3 separate regions of the Xenopus tropicalis genome follow, and all the other regions are linked to region 2. The links are chromatin contacts, called in public Hi-C maps. All regions are on one chromosome and are shown on one strand. The core of a region is the stretch at or near the end of the contact, and the rest is flanking DNA. Distances in the headings are between cores, read along the strand shown. Region 1 overlaps dars1 (aspartyl-tRNA synthetase 1). Region 2 holds the start of cxcr4 (C-X-C motif chemokine receptor 4). Region 3 has its middle 79 kb from the start of cxcr4.

Region 1 (3,870 bases), core at 590-3,089, 91 kb after region 2:
TGCCTTGCCAGTCGCACAGTTTGGGAACCCCTGCTCTAGAACCGCAGAGTAAAGGTCCCCATACACGGGCCGATTCTAGCTGCAGATATGGGTCCCTTAGACAGATTCGGCAGCTAATCGGCCCGTGTATGGGCACTACCGACGGGCCTGATTTAAAAATCCAGTCGTATCGGGGACCACATCGGCTCGTTGATGCGGTCCCCGGACCGACTTTGCCTATGCCCGTCCAAACGACCGAATTAGCCTGGATTCTCCCGTAGGTGGGCGATATCGGGAGAAGATCCGCTCGCTTGGCGATTTTAAGGTGAATGGGCACCTTAAGATATTGTGTTGCTGTGCTGCTTGTGCTTCTTATACAAAATAGCAAAGGAGGAGTGCAATATTTATTATTCTTTTTATTGAGCCCATATTCCTTAAGGGTGAAGACACACAGAGCTACTAGTAGCAGCTACTTGTCACAGCTACTAAAACAGACAATGCTGATCATTTACTGATAATTGGCTCTACATGTGTTTTAGCAGAGGCAATTCTCATTATTGTCTATGGCAGGGGATTTTCTGGAATTAAGTAGCTGTGAAAAAGTAGCTGCTACTAATAGCTCGGTATGTCTTCACCCTAAGCCTTTGTGGGTGCCAAACTAGACGAGCTTTTACCCATTGCAGCCAATCACAGCCAGTCACATTGGACTAATGCCTAATGTGTTTTTGGGCACAGTTTCAGTTTCTTGACGTGTAAATAGGAAAATAACAGTCACCTCCTCAGCCCGTATCTGATCAGAAAATGCTTTAAAATGACTTAAAAACAGAAACAGGTGGGGATTTCTGGAAAGGTTTTTCTTGTGATTCTCTTTCATGTGAAACAGAAGTTTTGTAACTGTAGGAAAATGTATATGAACAGTTTCATCTTATTGGTAATCAGTGTCAGAGGGGGCATTTGGCTCTCATTGCCCAGGCCCCCGGGGATGAAATGATTGGGGGGGTGTTGCATCATTTAGATTTCATTCAGAAATATATATTATGAAAAAACAAAAGAGTAACATGCAATTTATCTCTAGAAATGATGTGGTTAGTGATGTCTCTTGTTCCTTTATCCTTTACATGAGGGGGTACATAATCATCCTTCTAGAGTTCCCTACTCAGAGTTCCCTGTATAACTCAGCCTGCAGCCTTGTGCCTTTATATGGGCACAGAACCCCTCAGTGACTGCTAATATCCTTATCATTTACAGTAGGGGGTACATTATCCCTTATAATACATGAGTGATACTCAGAGTTCCCTGTATAACTCAGCCTGCAGCCTTGTGCCTTTATATGGGCACAGAACCCCTCAGTGACTGCTAATATCCTTATCATTTACAGTAGGGGGTACATTATCCCTTATAATACATGAGTGATACTCAGAGTTCCCTGTATAACTCAGCCTGCAGCCTTGTGCCTTTATATGGGCACAGAACCCCTCAGTGACTGCTAATATCCTTATCATTTACAGTAGGGGGTACATTACCCATATATTTACTGGTATCTGTGTAGCTAGGTTGTATAGGGATATTAGAAGTGTGAATGCCATTACTATATATAAAAGAAATCAAGAGGGAGCTGCTAATGACATAACATATTGTTGTGCAGGCAGTTAATTCACTCACTTTCCCTTTAGTGCAGATAATTTGCCTTTGTTCCCAATACTGTACATAACAAAGAGCTAATTAATGTACGGGGATACCTGAAGCCTGGGGAAATGAACATGCAGAAAACGAATCTTTGTTTAAGTGGTGTCTCTATGTCCTGGGAGCCATTCAGCCTGCCCCGCTCCTACCTTTTGTTATAAGTCCTGCGGAGCTCATTAGACTGGATCCATTGATTGGACGAGGTGACAGATCTCACTTTGATCACTGACTGCTGTCACTTCAATCAAGCTAATTGGCTTCATCATTTCCTGCAGTCTCGTGCCTCTGTTCCACTTTGTATACTGGAAACGACCGCGCTGTCCCTAGGCTACAGGCCTGTGGATTTTGCCTCTATTAATGGATATTGAAATCCTAGTGTGAAATTATCACTCGGATTTGTCACTTATATATAGTGCCTTTTTGTGCTTGGCTGAGTGTGTTTTATGGTTTCTTTTTCTGCAATAACACTGCATTCCTGTTTTGCTTTATGGTAGTGTTTCTAGACTGTGACAGAATGCTCTGTTATACAGATAGCTAGAATCTCAGCCATAAAGCAGGGCAGGACTGCTGCTTACAATGGGGGGATCAGATAGGATCTGTGCCACTGTGACAGAATGCTCTGTTATACAGATAGCTAGAATCTCAGCCATAAAGCAGGGCAGGACTGCTGCTTACAATGGGGGGATCAGATAGGATCTGTGCCACTGTGACAGAATGCTCTGTTATACAGATAGCTAGAATCTCAGCCATAAAGCAGGGCAGGACTGCTGCTTACAATGGGGGGGATCAGATAGGATCTGTGCCACTGTGACAGAATGCTCTGTTATACAGATAGCTAGAATCTCAGCCATAAAGCAGGACAGGACTGCTGCTTACAATGGGGGGGGATCAGATAGGATCTGTGCCACTGTGACAGAATGCTCTGTTATACAGATAGCTAGAATCTCAGCCATAAAGCAGGGCAGGACTGCTGCTTACAATGGGGGGGTCAGATAGGATCTGTGCCACTGTGACAGAATGCTCTGTTATACAGATAGCTAGAATCTCAGCCATAAAGCAGGGCAGGACTGCTGCTTACAATGGGGAGTAGGACCAGGTATCACTGATATTTCTTTTGGCCGTCACAGCCTAAAGGGCTCTGGCACACAGGGAGATTAGTCGCCCGCAACAAAACTCCCTGTTCGCAGGCGACTAATCTCCCCGAGTTGCCTTCACCTGCCATCCCACCGGTGAAAATGTAAGTCGCCGGTGGGATGGCACACGCCGCAGCGGCGCAATTTCGTGCAAATCGCCGAAGTTACCTCGCGAGGCTTTTTCGGCGATTCGCGGGAAATCGCGCCGCCGCGTGTGCCATCCCACCGGCGACTTACATGTTCGCCGGTGGGATGGCAGGTGAAGGCAACTCGGGGAGATTAGTCGCCTGCGAACAGGGAGTTTTGTCGTGGGCGACTAATGTGGATGACATTCTGGCTTATAACCCCCAGGCTGGGTATTCTACAAGTCCCATGTGCTGACTTATATTTATGGAACTTGAGTGGCTATGAGACAATACCAAATAACTTGGCATCAGTTGGGCCCTTGATCCCTGCTGTGTTACACTTCATTATAGCCGTTCTGGCAGTAGGCAGACCCCTAGCCAGTCATCTCGGTTTGGCTACACACGTCATTATCAGATCTATTTATTGTACTCGCATCTGTTTCCCAGCATCACACAGATTTCACTTTTATTTACGCTCACATGGAGCCGCTGACAGTTCATGGCATCGTCGGAGGAAACGTGTGGTTACAACGGCCGCAGGTTCACAGGCAATTAAAAGCATCAGTTACTCGTCCTAATGAGTCACGCTGTTGGGTTTTGTGTCACCGCCAACCCTGTGCCCCCGCCGGTGTGCCACTTTATGGGGGCATCGAAGAGCCTGAGAAGCTATTACCCCCCTGGGACCTTCTTATCCAATAACCCCGGAGGCCCCAGCTATAGGCCCTGTTTTACTTAGGGTTCTTGAAGCAGAATTTGGAGGCCGTTAGGTCAGTTCCTTGCATTAATTATTTCATATAGAATTGGCACAAATTAGTGTAAGATTCTCCCTAGTGATACCACGGGGGCCACAGATTCAAATTCTGAACCTTTAGCCAAAATAAGCGCATGAAGGAGAATGGAAAGACATGAACAGGACAACCCATAGACTGGCCAGTGTCAAAGGGTTTATT
Region 2 (4,414 bases), core at 66-2,565:
TCTGTCATCAGGCAGCAGTGGGGAGATTGGTTACAGATAGATTTATACTTGAATAGATAGACAGGTAGATAGATATATAGATAGATAATAGAAAGATAGATAGATAGATAGATAGATAGATAGATAGATAGATAGATAGATAGATAGATGATAGATAGATGATAGATAGATATAGATAGATATAGATAGATGATAGATAGATAGATAGATAGATAGATAGATAGATAGATAGATAGATAGATAGATGATAGATAGATAGATGTAGATAGATAGATGATATATAGATAGATGATAGATGATTGATTGATTGATTGATTGATTGATAGATAGAGATAGATAGATAGATAGATAGATAGATGATAGATAGATAGATAGAGATAGATAGATGATAGATAGATGATAGATAGATGATAGATATAGATAGATAGATAGATAGATGATAGAAAGATGATAGATAGATGATAGATATAGATAGATAGATAGATGATAGATAGATATAGATAGATATAGATGATAGATAGATAGATAAATAGATATAGATAGATATAGATGATAGATAGATAGATAGATAGATAGATAGATGATAGATATATATATATAGATGATAGATAGATAGATTATAGTCTGATATATGATGTAAATATTTCATAGAGATAGGTAGAATATTAGTTAAAGAGCATATAATTGGTTTAGGCAGACAGTTAAATACATAATATGATTATATGAGAGAAACAGATATACAGACAGACAGACAGACAGAGAGACAGAGAGATGAAGAGCAGGTAAGTGATTATAGATAGAGGTGAGTAATAATAAAGCAGGTAGAGAGAGGGAAACACAGGGTTAATGGCAGAGGAATCCCACCTGTCTCTGTACCCCCAGTGTAAGCGCTGATGATGATGATGGGGATGAAGGAGGGAAGGGCTGGGGGTAACTGAGCCAAAGCAGCAGCCGCCCCACTGTCCCGTCACTCGTGTGGCTAATTCCCCCCCCCCCCCCCCCCCACGTACGTACATACCATAGGAACCCATTATACCCCGCTGCACCTGCACAGTCAGGAAAACAACTTTGAAATCAAAACATGGGGCAGCTCCCCCCGCCGCCCAGCTCCGCCCCCGGGCTGATGTTCTGTGCAGATGTGAGAGAACAAAGGGCTGCGCCCCCGGTGCAGATGCTGCAGGAGATGCGCTATTGTGCCGCCTGGGAACGCTCCGGACTGGGCGGGCTCTGCGCATGCGCGGGCTGGGGCGGGCACTTATAAAGCTCAGCGCGGCGCTTTCTCCTCAGTCAGTCGGTGCGATTAGTGGATTGTGAGTGCAGTGGGACCTTCTTATCTGCAGCCCTGGAGCAGCAACTGGACATTATCGGATCTATTGCCGGCATGGACGGGGTAAGTCATAGGCATTATATTTATATTCTAATCCTATTGGGCAGCTCTGGGCACAGCATGGGGGGGACGTTCTGCCCAAGTGCCAGGGGTCTGACAGCTGGGCACAGGCGGGGTATAGAGCCTTTGTATGGGACTAAAGGGTAACTTGGCAATAGCCCTATAGCTTATAATGATCCTATTGCGCTAGTATAGATCCCTTGCACTAATACTGATCCCTTGCACTAATAGTGATCCCTTGCACTAATACTGATCCCTTGCACTAATACTGATCCCTTGCACTAATATTGATCCCTTGCACTAATATTGATCCCTTGCACTAATACTGATCCTATTGCTCTGATACTGATCCTATTGATCTAGTATAGATCCATTGCACTACTACTGATCCTATTGCGCTAGTATTGATCCTATTGCCCTAGTATAGATCCCTTGCACTACTACTGATCCTATTGCTCTGATACTGATCCTATTGAACTAGTATAGATCCATTGCACTAATACTGATCCTATTGCTCTGATACTGATCCTATTGATCTAGTATAGATCCATTGCACTACTACTGATCCTATTGCGCTAGTATTGATCCTATTGCCCTAGTATAGATCCCTTGCACTACTACTGATGCCTTGCACTAATACAGATCCTATTGCTCTGATACTGATCCTGTTGCACTAGTACTGATCCCTTGCACCACTACTAAACCTTTTGCGCTGGTATTGATCCTGTTGCACTACTACTGATCCCTTACACTAATTCTGATCCTATTGCACTAGTATAGATCCCTTGCACTACTACTGATCCCTTACACTAATTCTGATCCTATTGAACTAGTATAGATCCCTTGCACTACTACTGATGCCTTACACTAATACTGATCCTAGAGCACTAGTACTGATCTCTTGCACTGTTCCATTGTTCCATTACTATCCCCTGAACTGAGCAAGTCACTGAGAAGTGCACAAATTGTGTATCTGTGTATATAGATAAATATATACATATATTATTGTGCGCCTTTTATTCTATCCCCCTCTTTTTCTCACACCCCCCCAGCCCTGTACATCGCTGTATTCAAAAAACCGTTGCTCTGACCTGACTCAGCCCCAACTTCCCTTTCATGGGTCTCTGGCAAATCAGTGGGCTCCCCTGTGTGTAACCCCAAAAGAAAGTTGTTTTGTTCATTTCAGAAGAGGAAACCGCTTGTTGCCACACCGATGTGTAGAACCCTTTAGTAAGCCCAGTGAGTAAGCAGAGAGAGTAGCGCAGACATTGCTGTGTAAGGGTATAGTAGGGCACCGAAGCACACTCGCCGGCTTCTCTAAGTGCCATTTAGTAGCCAACCTGGCACTGATCTCAACCCTGGCACAAGTCCCTTCGCTGATTCTTAAGCCCTGATTGTGTTGTTATTGTTGCTGCTAAAATTCCTGTACTCGTTTCTGCTTTTGTACTGGCCAAGTCCAATAATCTGGCGTCGGGTTCTCTTATACTTGTTTGTGACACGTGAAAGTGTTTCCTGACTTACTAAGCAATAAGAGCTGAAGGAAGCATAAATTATTGTGTATATATATATATAGTTTATTGCACTGGAGTCCCTATGGGGCTGACAGTCACGCTGTTTAGTCTGCATCCCATCTAACAAATCCCTTGTCTCTTGCAGTTTTCCGGTGGCATCGATATCAATATATTTGACAGCAACTCCACGGAGAATGGTTCCGGGGACTTTGAGGATTTCAGTGAGCCGTGCTTCATGCACGACAACAGCGACTTTAACCGGATCTTCTTGCCCACGATCTACTCCTTCATTTTCCTGCTGGGCATCATCGGGAATGGACTGGTGGTGGTGGTCATGGGCTATCAAAAGAAATCCAGGACCATGACGGACAAATACCGGCTGCACCTTTCGGTGGCCGACCTGCTTTTTGTGTTCACCCTGCCCTTCTGGTCTGTGGATGCTGCCATTGGATGGTACTTTAAGGAGTTCCTCTGCAAGGCGGTCCATGTCATTTATACTGTCAACCTGTACAGCAGCGTTCTGATTCTGGCGTTCATCAGCCTCGACCGCTACTTGGCGATTGTCCATGCCACCAACAGCCAAGGCTCGAGGAAGATGCTGGCCGACAAAGTGGTGTACGCCGGCGTGTGGCTTCCAGCCCTTCTGCTGACGGTGCCCGACTTGGTGTTTGCTCGGGTCAGCGATGAAAATGGGCAGTTCGTGTGCGACCGCATTTACCCCATCGACAACCGGGAGACTTGGACTGTTGGGTTTAGGTTCCTGCACATCACGGTTGGACTTATCTTGCCTGGTCTGATCATTCTGATCTGTTACTGTGTCATCATATCAAAGCTTTCCCACTCCAAGGGCCACCAGAAGCGCAAAGCCTTAAAGACCACCGTCATCCTCATCTTGGCCTTCTTCGCCTGTTGGCTTCCTTACTATGTCTGCCTCACTACCGACACATTCATGTTGCTTGGGCTGTTGAAGGCCGACTGTATTTGGGAGAACACCCTACACAAAGCCATATCCATCACGGAGGCCTTGGCCTTCTTCCACTGCTGCCTCAACCCCATCCTCTACGCCTTCCTTGGGGCCAAATTCAAGACCTCCGCTCAGAATGCCTTCACATCGGTCAGCAGGGGCTCAAGCTTAAAAATATTGTCCAAAAAGCGAGCCGGACTTTCTTCTGTCTCAACAGAATCCGAATCCTCCAGTTTCCACTCCAGCTAACAGTGCTCGGGGGCCTATGGACAGATTTTATATGAAGCTAAAGACTGATCTCCATGTATATAGTTCATTTGCCATATGGATTTATATTGACTTATCTTTAATGACTATGACACTTCCTTGCCTTATTTATATGAACCCCCCCCCCCCCATTTATGTGCGTGTGTCTTTAAAGTAGGCGGGCCCTGTGAACTATTGATTGGTTCATGATAAATTTGTTATCCTTTTATATGAATTCCAAAGTCAAACTACCCAACATTCAGATTCACCCACCGTCGCAGTGTTAGCCAATGAGAACAATGAATT
Region 3 (4,402 bases), core at 718-3,217, 79 kb before region 2:
CCTTAGGGAATGTATGTGGGGGGGTATATATGACTCCCATAGGGTAATGTATGTGGGGGGGTATGTATGACTCCCTTAGGGAATGTATGTGGGGGGGTATATATGACTCCCATTGGGTAATGTATGTGGGGGGGTATATATGACTCCCATAGGGTATGTATGTGGGGGGTATATATGACTCCCATAGGGTAATGTATGTGGGGGGGTATGTATGACTCCCATAGGGTATGTATGTGGGGGGGGATATGTATGACTCCCTTAGGGAATGTATGTGGGGGGTATGTGTGACTCCCATAGGGTATGTATGTGGGGGGGTATATATGACTCCCATAGGGTATGTATGTGGGGGGGTATATATGACTCCCATAGGGTATGTATGTGGGGGGGTATGTATGACTCCCATAGGGTATGTATGTGGGGGGGTATGTATGACTCCCATAGGGTATGTATGTGGGGGGGGATGTATGTGGGGGGGTATGTATGACTCCCATAGGGTATGTATGTGGGGGGGGATGTATGTGGGGGGGTATGTATGACTCCCATAGGGTATGTATGTGGGGGGGTATATATGACTCCCATAGGGTATGTATGTGGGGGGGGATGTATGTGGGGGGGTATGTATGTGGGGGGGGTTATGTATGACTCCCGGTATGCAGGGTATGCTGACGGACACAAGGTATAGCAGGGCCCTGTACTTAATGCTTGTCTATGGACATGGAAATAATATTCAGCCGTATTTTGCTACTATTTTTACTTATTATCAGTTTCCATTAACAAATTAATATAAGTAATAATTACCCTTTTTGTGCTTAATATTTAAGGCCCAAATGTTTATTTGCGGGGATGTTTTTATTCATTTTACGGATACCAGTAATAACAGCTCATGTCCAGTAGGTGGCACCATCCCTTTAGGATCAGTAGGCAAAGCTACATTTAAAACCACTTTTCTGCCTCAGTAACAGGAGCAGCTTGTTAGCTAATTTGATAGGAATGAGTTAAAGGGCTTGTTTGTGTCTCTGTCAGAGAGTAATATTCTGAGACAATTTGCAATTGGTCTTTGTTTTTAATTATTTGTAATTTTTTTTTTTAATTATTTCAGTTTTTGTTCAGCAGCTCTCCAGTTTGGCGTTTCAACAGCTATTTGGTTGCTAGGGTCCAAATTACTTTAGCAACCAGGGAGTGGTTTGAATGAGATATATTCATAGGAGAGGCCCTAGCTAGAATTATTTGTTATATAAAGTAACAATAACAATAAAACTGGAGCCTCACAGAGCAATCGTTTGTTGGCTGCCGGGGTCAGTGACCCCCATTTGAAAGCGGCAAACAGAAGAAGAAGGCAAATAATTCAAAAATGATAATAAATAAATAATGAAGACCAATTGAAAAGTTGGCCATTCTATAACATTCTAAAAGTTAACTTGAAGCCATTCTAGATTGGTCCCAACTGAGAGTAGCTATAGGCCCTGGCATTTCCAGCACACACAGACCCAAACAGCACCACAATGGCCCAAAATAAGGCACTGATAATATTAATTATAATTATAATATACAATTTTCCGATTATACATTATACACAGGACAAAAAGGCCAGGATCACAAGAGGCTACTAGCCGCTAGCACATGTGGGAACCCCAAGAACTTGGGCAGCTGCCCGGCAAAGCTGTCTCTCACAACAATCCATAGTATATTATATTAAAGGGGAAGTAAAGTCATGATATAGGGTGTAGGAATTCTACTAAAGAGAATACAGAACCTCTATAGAACTGCAGGGCTAGAAGAACATCTTGGTTCATGATTGACAAGTCACCCTGTCCCATGTCCCCTCCAAACTTCTCCTCATTCTTCTTAAACATCAGTGTTCAGACCAAATAAGCCTGGGGGCCACATCTGGCTTTCTCTCCATGGGGCCAGGCTACAAGTAGTTACTATTGTAGGGCAGGAACAAAGGTCACAACTCAAAGAGCAGCCCGAGCCACATGAAAAGTTCATGGAGTTGGTGGGACTGACCACTGAGGCTCTTATCTCCCAGAAACCAGAAACTGCGGCCAAGGGAAAACCGTTCCATTATCGCTCACCCTGATAGGCCCTCGTTCCTGCTCCGTTATCATCTGATCCTTGATCTCCAGCAAAACCACTAAACCTGCCCCAAGCTTCTGACCAACATAATTACCCCTTATTGGGGGCAGAACAGCCCTATTGGGTTTATTTCATGGTTAAATGATTCCCTTTTCTCTGTAATAATAAAACAGTACCTGTACTTGATCCCAACTAAGATATAATTACCCCTTATTGGGGCAGAACAGCCCTATTGGGTTTATTTCATGGTTAAATGATTCCCTTTTCTCTGTAATAATAAAACAGTACCTGTACTTGATCCCAACTAAGATATAATTACCCCTTATTGGGGCAGAACAGCCTACTGGTTAAGGGGATGGAAGGGTTAAACTATGAGGTGAGACAGTCGAGGTTGGGGTTGTTTTCTCTGGAAAAGAGGCGCTTGCGAGGGGACATGATTACTCTGTACAAGTACATTAGAGGGGATTATAGGCAGTTGGGGGATGTTCTTTTTTCCCATAAAAACAATCAGCGCACCAGAGGTCACCCCTTTAGATTAGAGGAAAGGAGTTTCCATTTGAAGCAGCGTAGGGGGTTTTTCACGGTGAGGGCAGTGAGGTTGGGGAATGCCCTTCCTAGTGATGTGGTAATGGCAGATTCTGTTAATGCCTTTAAGAGGGGCCTGGATGAGTTCTTGATCAATCAGAATATCCAAGGCTATTGTGATACTAATATCTACAGTTAGTACTAGTGGTTGTATTTATAGTTTATGTATGTGAGTGTATAGATTGGTAGGTGTGGGTTAGGTGTGCTGGGTTTACTTGGATGGGTTGAACTTGATGGACACTGGTCTTTTTTCAACCCTATGTAACTATCTAACTATTGGGTTTATTTAATGGTTAAATGATTTCCTTTTCTCTGTAATAATAAAACAGTACCAGTACTTGATCCCAACTAAGATATAATTACCCCTTATTGGGGCAGAACAGCCCTATTGGGTTTATTTCATGGTTAAATGATTCCCTTTTCTCTGTAATAATAAAACAGTACCTGTACTTGATCCCAACTAAGATATAATTACCCCTTATTGGGGGCAGAACAGCCCTATTGGGTTTATTTAATGGTTAAATGATTCCCTTTTCTCTGTAATAATAAAACAGTACCTGTACTTGATCCCAACTAAGATATAATTACCCCTTATTGGGGCAGAACAGCCCTATTGGGTTTATTTCATGGTTAAATGATTCCCTTTTCTCTGTAATAATAAAACAGTACCTGTACTTGATCCCAACTAAGATATAATTACCCCTTATTTGGGCAGAACAGCCCTATTGGGTTTATTTAATGGTATGGATATCAAAATTACGGAAAGATCCCTTATCTGGAAAACCCCAGGTCCCGAGCATTCTGGATAATAGATCCCATACCTGTATATACACGTAGAACCTGAATCTCTATGTTTGTCCGGGGAAGGATCTGTCAGACCCAGCGGTAGCTCCATGCTGCCTCGTTACTGGTGGCGCTGTGATGGAATAATTAGGAGACAGGGAGAAGAATGGGACACAGGGAGACAATACAAGTAGGCAGAACCCCGGGGGGAACAGAGAGAATAGAAGGAGCCAGAGAGGCCGGGGGGCAGCAGGCTGGAGCCCACTGAATGCAGTGCTACAGGGTGACCAGCTGAGAGGGAACGGGACAGAGGTGAAAGAAATAAGGTCAAAGGCTAAAACAGAGATAATTAATACAAAAAAAATAACGAATGAGCCAACCCGGTGGGAGCCACAGCCTAAAATATAAGATTTCATGGGTAAAGGGGAACTACACTGCAGTGAATTAAATGTATTAAGGCAAGGTTCTTTGCATCAGAGCAGCCCCTCAGGGGCGGGGCTTAAATAAAAGTAGATTATACTGTAAAGCAAAGTGTTAATTATGTAATAATTGTTAGATATTATGAGGATATATATCAGGGAGGTGAAACCAATCACCCTCCATCTGTTGTCCAACTGCCAGAATAGATGGAGCAAGGGGAACTGAAAAGGGAAACCCCTAGCAGTACCAGTTGGCTGGGTCCAGTGCTTTAGATGTAACTGCCTGATTCTACCGTGGGGCCCTCTATCTCCCTGGCAACCACCCTGAGGCCTATAACCATGCTGTCCAATTCAGAGGAACCCCTCAGGGGTGGGGCTTAAATGAAAGTAGATTATACTGTAAAGCAAAGTGTTAATTATGTTAGATATTATGAGGATATATAGCAGGGAGGTGAAACCAATTACCCTCCATCTGTTGCCCAACTGCCAGAATAGATGGAGCAAAGGGAACTGAAAAGGGACCCCCTAGCGGTACCAGT

What was found. Hi-C and Micro-C count contacts between places; a contact is called where the count stands out from the background.
Region 1: a contact with region 2 is called in a Hi-C map of neurula embryo, with 2.3 times the contacts expected there. The contact joins the enhancer-like site here to the promoter of cxcr4 in region 2. A contact is called at or near these places in 2 of 5 Hi-C or Micro-C datasets (brain and neurula embryo).
Region 3: a contact with region 2 is called in a Hi-C map of neurula embryo, with 3 times the contacts expected there. The contact joins the enhancer-like site here to the promoter of cxcr4 in region 2. A contact is called at or near these places in 2 of 5 Hi-C or Micro-C datasets (gastrula embryo and neurula embryo).

Annotation. Positions count from the first base shown.
Region 1 is chr9:82,057,887-82,061,756 of UCB_Xtro_10.0, forward strand. All of the region lies in intron 6 of dars1 (aspartyl-tRNA synthetase 1), which reads left to right. Among named protein-coding and RNA genes, the nearest start is that of mcm6.2, 22 kb to the right of the region's middle. Within about 2 kb of position 1,840, at least 1 of the 11 cell types and tissues checked has an H3K27ac peak or open chromatin away from gene starts, as enhancers often do. A contact at or near this core is called in neurula embryo, where this site is marked.
Region 2 is chr9:81,967,322-81,971,735 of UCB_Xtro_10.0, forward strand. It overlaps cxcr4 (C-X-C motif chemokine receptor 4), which reads left to right and starts at 1,316. Exons shown (of 2, transcript NM_001097362.1): 1 at 1,316-1,390; 2 at 3,044-4,414. The coding sequence starts at 1,382. The coding sequence ends at 4,111.
Region 3 is chr9:81,887,869-81,892,270 of UCB_Xtro_10.0, forward strand. No RefSeq gene overlaps it. Among named protein-coding and RNA genes, the nearest start is that of cxcr4, 79 kb to the right of the region's middle. Within about 2 kb of position 1,968, at least 1 of the 11 cell types and tissues checked has an H3K27ac peak or open chromatin away from gene starts, as enhancers often do. A contact at or near this core is called in neurula embryo, where this site is marked.